2 separate regions of the Anser cygnoides genome follow, and region 2 is linked to region 1. Evidence: chromatin contacts called from public Hi-C data. All regions are on one chromosome and are shown on one strand. Each heading gives the region's core, a stretch centred on a gene start, on an enhancer-like site or on the middle of the called end of the contact. The rest is flanking DNA. Distances are from core to core; before and after follow the strand shown. Region 1 holds the start of LOC106042493 (torsin-1A-interacting protein 1-like). Region 2 holds the start of SOAT1 (sterol O-acyltransferase 1).

The links. Hi-C and Micro-C count contacts between places; a contact is called where the count stands out from the background.
Region 2: a contact with region 1 is called in a Hi-C map of liver, with 1.8 times the contacts expected there. The contact joins the promoter of SOAT1 here to the promoter of LOC106042493 in region 1. A contact is called at or near these places in 2 of 7 Hi-C or Micro-C datasets (both in liver).

What each region holds. Positions count from the first base shown.
Region 1 is chr8:12,332,997-12,337,292 of Taihu_goose_T2T_genome, forward strand. LOC106042493 (torsin-1A-interacting protein 1-like) reads right to left here and starts at 1,278. Exons shown (of 6, transcript XM_048073470.2): 1 at 876-1,278; 2 at 684-752. The coding sequence starts at 1,263. It overlaps TOR1AIP2 (torsin 1A interacting protein 2), which reads left to right and starts at 3,130. Exons shown (of 7, transcript XM_067001762.1): 1 at 3,130-3,496; 2 at 3,926-4,119. The coding sequence starts at 4,086.
Region 2 is chr8:12,467,949-12,472,044 of Taihu_goose_T2T_genome, forward strand. It overlaps SOAT1 (sterol O-acyltransferase 1), which reads right to left and starts at 1,897. Exons shown (of 16, transcript XM_048073370.2): 1 at 1,767-1,897.

The DNA of each region.
Region 1 (4,296 bases), core at 28-2,527:
GGCTGGGGGCAGCCTGGGCTGGTGGGGGGGTCCCTGCCCACGGCAGGGGGCTGGAACTGGGTGGGCTTCAAGGTCCCTTCCAACCCTAACCATGCTGTGATTCTATAAGCAAATGCCACTGATGCTGAAAGCCTGGGGAGGCAGGGGGATGACATCTCTCCCCCATCCTCATCCTTAGAGATGCCCGCAGGAAAAAAAAAAAATGAAATAAATCCACTCAGCCATACTTCCTAAAGGAATGGCTTCCCACAGCTTTTTCAGAGATGAAGCTTTTTCACCTGCTAACCAGCTGCACTTTTTTACGTTGCGCTTTACCCGCTAACTAGTTGCACCCTCACTCTTAAAGCAGCTTAATGTCGATATTCCTGCTTCCCCAACGGCACATCCACAGCCTCTGCCTTCCTCCTTCAGGACGAGACTTCTCCGTGCCCCCCAGCTGAAGCTCACCCAACTCCCCTCCTGAGCGCCGCCGAACCCTTCGCCAAAGCACCCAGCCCAGCTCAGGAGACAAAAAGGGAAGGAAGCAGAGCCATCTGCTTGCAGCCCTCTGACGGGGCGACCGCCCGACGGCACGGGACGGTTTTAGGCGACGCCGGCACCCCGGCAGCGCCTCTGTGAGCCCCGGGGAAGCAGCAAGAAGCCCGGCCCGCAGCGCCGCGGGGCGGGCACAGCCCCGCACTCACCTGCCGCCCTGCAGGCTCGGATCGGCGGCCGGGTCAGGCGGTCCGGGCTCACAACGCCGAGCTCGCCCCCTGCAACGACACACGCGTGAGGGGAGCCTCTGCGGGGCCCCCCGAGGGGGGGGGGGGCAGCTCCTTGCTTCCCCTGCCGAAATCCTCACACCCCCCCCACACACGCCCCGCCGCGCCGCTCACCCTCCGGCGCCCCACCGGAGCCGGGCTCGGGCTCGGCCTCCCTCTCCCTCTCCGCCGCCTCCGCCAAGCGGGGGCTCTTCCGCCGCCGCTTCAGCTCGGGGGCGTCCGGCGGAGCCCGCTCGTCGCCGTCCCCCACCATGCCGCTGGCGCTCCAGGCGACGACCGCCGCCCCCTTAGCCCTGCCCTGCCCGGCCGCCGCCCCTCTCGGAGCCGCCCGGGACCGAAGCTGCCGCCTCGGCGCGGCGGGGGCGGCCCCGCCAACCTCACTTCCCGCCGCGGGCCGGGCCGGCCCCGCCGCTTCCTGCGGGCCGAGGGGCGGCTCGTGGGCAGCGCCGCCGCCGCCATGTTGCGCGCGGTCCCGCTGAGGGGGCGACGCCGCCGCCGCCATGTTGTGCGCGGACCCCCTGAGGCAGTCGCCGCGCAGAGCCCGGCTCGGGCACCGAAGTTTGGGGCTGGTTTTTTGTTTGTTTTGTACATGTTGTGCATTATGGAGGATGGAGGCTGTGTGAGGGAAGTGCCAGTCACACTCCTGCAACAGCCTCGTTTATGCACACATTTCACAATAAAGTATTTTAATGCTATAGCAGCACACTGTCAATGTTCCAGTTTGTCCTAGAAGCAAGTAAATATTTGTGAAATAAATTATGCATGCTCACACCTGTACCAGCAGTTGTCATATAAGATGTAAATGCTGAATGTAGGCATTGAACAATGTTTTCTAAAGCAAAAACAAATGAGGAGGTAATAAATACTGTGTTGGAAGGTTTCAAAGTACAGCTGAACTGTTAGCGCAATTCAAATTAGGTAGGAAAAGACCTGCTGGAGGCATGACTTGTGATCTCTGACCTGGCAGGTGACCTGGTGTGACTACAGCTACCAAGCAGTATCACATTGCTCACAAGAAGCATATTATTAAATTAATATATTATGTAAATAGCTACGCAGGACTCAAAAATGTGTCCTTTGTAAGCCAACTAAACACTGTTGATTCTTCAGATTGAGAGAAATTTTATTCCTGTTTAGAGAAAATCCATCATTAAACAAGTTAAAGGACAGATCTGTTGAGCTGCAGTTCTATATACCAGCTCATATCCAATGACTGTGAACACCAAAGGAAGAAAGTCATCTCACAGACCCCTCCTCAGCAGGACAAGGGGAGATAATAGGATTAAAAATAAATAAATAAAAAAGTTGTGGGTCAAGATTAATTAAAAGATTAATTAAAAGCAGTTTAATGAAAGAAAAGCAAAGGCTGCTCACAGAAGCAAGAAAAAAATCTCTCTACTTTCCATCAGCAGGTGATGTCCAGGCAATTCCTGGGAAGATCGGCTTCAGCACACACAGCAATTGCTTCAGAAGACAAACACCTTCATAGCAAATGCCCCTGCTCCTGCTTGCCCTTAGTTTTTAGGGTTGAACTTGAGGTTATAAGGGATGGAGTATCCCTTTGGGCAGTTAGGGTCAGCTGTCCCAGCTGTGTCCCTTCCCAGCCTCTTGTCTGGGACTACTGGCTTTTGGGGGGCTGGAAATGGAGCCTTGATGCTGTGCAAGCACTGTTCAGCAACAGCCAAAACTCAAAGCACAGCACTTTATGGGATGCCGTGAGGACAGTGAACCCCATCCCAGCCAGACCCAGTACATCACCAGTACACGAGTTCAGGATGCTGTGGGAGCAGGAGAGCAGACCACGGCATGGAGCTGGGCTTTTGCACTTCACCTAAATGATATTTCCCCACTCAGTCCTGCACTAACTGTTTACAGACCTGGTGTCCACAAATGAGTCTAATCCTGAAACTCTGCCTCCATCACCCCTGTGCCAGGAAGGTCTGGAAGTTTCCTGCACATAGCATAAAAAAAGTACTTTTTCTGCCCACTCAAACCTAATGTGCTGCCTGTTTTGCAAGTTTCTCAAGTTCTAGTAACGAGGGGTTTGGTGAGCGATAACACCACGTGGATTAACCCTCCCCACTGTCAGCCTTCTGCTCTCCAAATTGAAGAGTCCCACTCCCAGACTCTGCCCTGTGCCGGCACTGCTTCAGTCACCTTTCCCTGTGCTTCGTCTCAGCCATTTGCAGATGGTAGAAAGGTTCCAGGCTGACCCGATGGGCTGCAGCCTCTGTCCCTTGCATCAATGCCTTTCCTCAGTTTGCCCTGCTCCATGCCACTGTTTCCCATGAAATGGGTCCTGGGGCAGGGGTCTGTAAGGTTGGAACATATCTGCACCCTCTGTGGGCACAGCAAGATATATTATTGTTATTATTTTTGAAAAGCATTGCCCAAATGTATTTAAGCCTACAGCACAGAAATGCAGCCAGAAATACAGTCCAAAAGGAGTTACAACACTGAACGCTTCCGGGAATGACGGCCCTCCTTCTCCTGGTGGAAGAGCTGCCAGCACTGGAGAGGAGGGAGGAAAACTACAGCTCCCAGCAGCCTGCCTGGGCAGCCGTGGAAGGGCAGGGTTCACCCTCGCGCCGACAGCAGCGGAGGATTTAGGGCGCGTTCGGGATAAGGGCTGTCCAGCCGAGCCAAAGGGCCTCCGGGAAGGACAAGCCCCGGGGCCATCGCTGGCCGCCTCGCTGCTTCTCTTCACAGCCCCAACCGGCTCCAGCCCTGCCCAGGTAAGTGTCCGAGGTCACGGCGGCTTTGTGCTTCCTTTTCTGCAAGTGGGAACGGCACAGAGAAGGGAGGGACAGCAGCCAGGCCAGGAGAGCCATAAATAAACCCCCACACTCCTAAATCTTGTTTTTAGCAAGAAAACTGAGCTGTAGAGGAGCCAAGGGGAAAGGTTCCCCTCCAGCCGCTGCGACGGCTGGGTATTGAGATCTTTGATCTGCATGAACCCAGCTCAAGTGGGGAGAGTTTCTCAGGAGTTTTCCACGTTGCCTGTTGCTGGCCAGCAGGCAGGCGTTGCGCTCGTCGCTGAAGGTTCGTGGCATACAGTACCAGTTACATGCACCCATTTTCATGCCTCCCAAATAATTTTGAGCGTGGAGGGACGATCCTCCTCTTCCACCATGAATCACCACGGCTGTGTTTATGCTTATCAGGTCTACAGGTGTTCAGCTGCAGTTCCTGAGGCCAAGGCAGGATGGTGGCCCTGCTGGGGGTAGGACTTGGTCAGCCACCCCACCAGCAGGGAGATAAATCCCTGCACAAGCAAAGGAGAAAGTGAAGTAAAAGGTGCTGGGACTCCACAGGAGAAAGAAAATGGAAAAGAATCCAAGTGTGGATCTGCCTGGAGGTAAGCAAACCCTGCGCTTGCTCCATCTCCTGGGAAAATCCCATCATAAGAGTACTTCAACAGTGACAATGGAAACTGAAACAAAATCACAAGCTGAGAAAAATCCCTTCTTCTCCAGGCCACGTAGTAACAATTTACCTTCACTTTCGGATTCTGGTCAGCAACAAGTTTAGGCTC
Region 2 (4,096 bases), core at 647-3,146, 140 kb after region 1:
TTCCTCAGAAAATTGAGGTTGACACTTTTCCAGAAAGGGAAACTGAACTCTTTCGGTCACATACCGCCAGGCTGCAGCTTCCTGTGTTTGCCCCCTCTATAGCTGAGCAATTCATCGTTCCCCTTTTGGGCACCACAGCACACGTTAAACTTCTCCAACACCAAACAACTCATTAATCAACCACCACCACCATTTCTTGCAGGACACTGCCCCTTTTAGCCCTGTGTCACAAGATCCCAGCCAGGTCAGTCTACACGCTATAAAACCAAGGACCATAAAAATGACAAGCTTCCAAGCTGACTTTGTAAACCAGCTGATAGCTCACACTATCATAATTTATGTAATACAAAGAGCGTTCACCTGAAGAACACAAAGGACCAGGCATGGAAACAGTAAACCTTCCTTCAGTTAACATGCTCAGCAGCACAGAAAACTAGCTAGCAGGACTAGCCCACTTCTAACAGCTCTCCACACCTATTGCTGCCATTGTTCTGAACAACCCTCTCACCTTTAAGTGCAAGCCAAGCACCACTGTGAAGACACTATGCTTCCTAGCTCTCTGCCTTCCCACCGGATTCCCAGTACAGACACTGCCACATCACATCTATCAAAGAATCATTTTGCCCACCTGGGGCTTACAACTACATGGAGGTTACAGCCAGCCAGCCACTTCAATCCTTCTGCTCTTACACAAGTGAGGTGGCCAAAATCCTATCACATAAGAATGGGTCACTGATCACAGCACAGATTCTAAAGAAAAATGAGGGAAGAAGGAGAGGGGAATAAAGCAGCCACATTAATTTGATCATTAACAATCTATCCCCTGAGCTATTACAGAGCATCTCCACTGCCTCCTGATCCAAGTCAAGTTGTTCCCATGAACTACACCCATCCTTATGGAGCACAGGTTCTCCAGCTCCAACAGAGGACTAAGTTTACTTCTTTTCAGCGTACGCTCTCTGTCCTCAAGAGGCGAGGAAAGCAGTCTCCTCTCCAATGCACACATGGGAGTTGTAAGAGTATCTGAGAGATTGACAGAAAGGAAGTAAGAATAACACGTTCCAGGATGGATGGAGGAAGAATGATGTATTCAGAAGAAGAATTAAGGTAATTAACTTAGGGAGTTGGTATCCTAAGTGAGCTCCGCAGATGCGGTACCAAAACAACTCAGCAGAGGTCAAGCGATCAGAGCAAAGGATTTTTGGCACAGAAACAAGAACCGTGCCGGGGGAAATCTAGCAAAGCAGATACTTTCCTCATGGGGTTTCCGCATGAGAAGTATAACACTACGGCACCTGAGAAGCTACCGGCACAGCGGTGTCTGGGGAGAGCAGACCTTCCCTCCGACCCCTGCTAGAGGCAGACCGGTCACGGCAGGGCAGGACCCAGAGGTTCTCCTCCTCCTCCTCCTCCTCCTCCTCCTCAGACGGCAGAAGCCTCCCGACCAGCAGCCGCTCCTCTCGCCCCGCTCCGAGCACCTGACGGGTGACGCTGGCGTCCCCCAGCCAGGCTTCCCAGCGGGACCTCCCCGCTTTTATAGGCGTGACCGGCCCCAATAAACCCGGGCTCCTCCGTCCTCCCTCTCGCAACCCTGCCAGCACGCCCTCGGAGCGAGCAGGGCTCACCTTCGCGGTGGCTCCCCCGAGCCGGGCGGGCACCGGGACAAAGCTGGGGTCTCACAGCGAGAGGCGAACGAGGAGGGCAATGGAAGCAGCAGAGACCCGGCGGCGGCCCCCTCACGGAGCGCCCCTCCCCCCCCAAGTCACCTCAGTCCGCTCCCGCCGCCAACGGCCCCGCGCCGCCGCTTCCCGCCTCCGCCGCGCACGTCACCGCGCACCAGGATCCGGGAGGGGAGGGGGGCGGGGGGGAGCAGAGGCGCCGCCGCCGCCCATTGGCTGAGGGGGGAGAGGGGGCGGGGCGAAGGCGGGCGGGAGGCGGCACGTGAGGCGCACGTGGGGGGCGCGCGCCCCTCCTCCCTCCTCCCCCCTCCCCCCTCCCGGTCCCCTCCCGGTTTCCCGCCTCTCGCCTCCTGTCAGAGGCCGCCCCCGGGTCCCGTCAGCGCTCGGCAGCAGCCCCGAGACCCCTGCGAGGGGCTGGGGGGACCTGGCTGCCGCAGCCGCCCTCGTCCCTCGGGAGGAAGGCAGCGGCTGGTCAACCAGCGCCTCGTCCAGCTCCCGGGGCTGGGCGACACGCGTGGCCTCTGCAGGGACCCAACTTCAAAGCGTTTTACCCGAGCAGGGGCAAATCTGTTGAAGGGGAAGCACGCACGGAGCGCCTGCCAAGTTGTGTGGCGCTCCCTGTGCCCACGAAGAGGCTTTGTGGGCTGCTGGCTCTCCCAGGTGTTCCCGGGGAGCCCCAAGGACGCCTTGTGTGGGGAATGAGCCCCAGCTCGACCGTGAGGTGGGGGCTGAGGAAGGGGCCTGGACAGAGACATCTCATTTTTCCCAGTCCGTACCCTGGAGTGACAAGAGTTGGGTGAAAGGCTCAAACCCACACCCTTGCTTTGTGCCTTTCTCTAGGAAGACACAGGCACATGACGGACTGTGAGTCACTGGAACACGTCAGCAGCAAACAAACTCTAGTAACCTTTCAGTAGCTGCAATTTACAGCGTAGATGGGAAAGCATTGCTAAAATAAGAACTAAGCCACTAACTTTCATGTCTTTTCCTTCTCTTCACGGCTTCAAAGCAGTGCTATGCATGCTACGTGTGCAGATATATCTCAAAAGGGTGTCCCAAACCACGGTACAAAATATGCTGAGGTAGTAAAATATTTCAAAGTTTCTGTCACATTTCACCTTACTGTTAGTACAAAAAAAATGTTTTGGCCAACGCATACCCATGAAATGCTTTTTTAAACCTGTAACTGCTGGAACTATTAAGCTATTTTAAAGAATCCTTGGGGACTCTGAGCAGAGCCACTGAGTGACAGTCTGAAAGATTTAGTTTGCAGTGGTCCCACCACCCATCTTTCATGCCATTTAATAGGAAAATTGTTGTAAAAAATGAAAAAGCAAAAAATCCTTTCACTGCTGCAATGCAAATAGCAGCATGGATGACAGCACTGGGAACTTTAACAAAACTGAGCCCATTTTTATCAACTCATTTTTAGCACAAGGCTTCTTAGAGATACTCTGAGTCAGGCTATCCATGACCACTGGTGCCCTCATGCTGAAAACGCTGTGCTAGCTTTTTACACAGAAGTGTCTTGTGGTGCCAGCATGACCTGGGTGGATGAGTGGAAAAGAAGAAGAAAAAAAAAACTCTCAAAGTTTGCTAAAGATGAAAAAATTGTTGATGAAACTGTTCCATCAAATCAGTAAAACCCCAACTCCAGACGGTAGGAAAATGAGATCCCTTTAGCAAAAAGGAAAGTGCACCTAACTTTCAGAGCTAGCCAACTTGCTTTGCTTACTTTGCCTCGAAGGGATAGGTGCCACCGTATTTTAACACCTCTTGAAAAATCTCTAAGGCCAAAGAAGCACGGTGTGGTGGGCACTTCTGGTCACTCAGCCGTTCCCTAAAAGCGCTGTTTGACAACATACCCTTCCTTTCGTTCTGAGTGCGTCTCCAGGCAGCTCACCCAAGGTGAAAAGCAAAGCAGCTCCCCTTGTTACGTATCTTCCCATCCTTTAAAAAAAATAGAAAAAGCCATTGCCACCTGTTTTTTGCCACTCATGCCTATCTTCTGTTGTTGTCTTCACAGGTCCAACCCGCTGTATTGTTTCATCATTTACTATGCCTGTCAGTAAGCTGCTTCTTGATTTTCTCGAGTGTTTTCCATTAATCCTGCTGGTTGCGTTGCTCAAAGGTTGCCTAACCACAACCGTTTCTGAGCACCCCTGGATGAATCACGGCGTGGTTGCCCCCATTTGTTGGCATGGCAGCTGGTGTCCCTGACACTCCAACCCTTTACTTATGCTTACTTGCTTCTGATGTTAACCCACACGTGCTGCCCAGGATGGACAAATACATCCGCGTGGTGACTGCTGGGGTCTGTGAGCATGGCTGGTGCTGACCGTGAGTTATGGCGAGACGGGGACAGTCAGGGAGCTGAGGCAGAGGGCTGAGGTCGTTGCAGCCCCTCTAGAAAACCT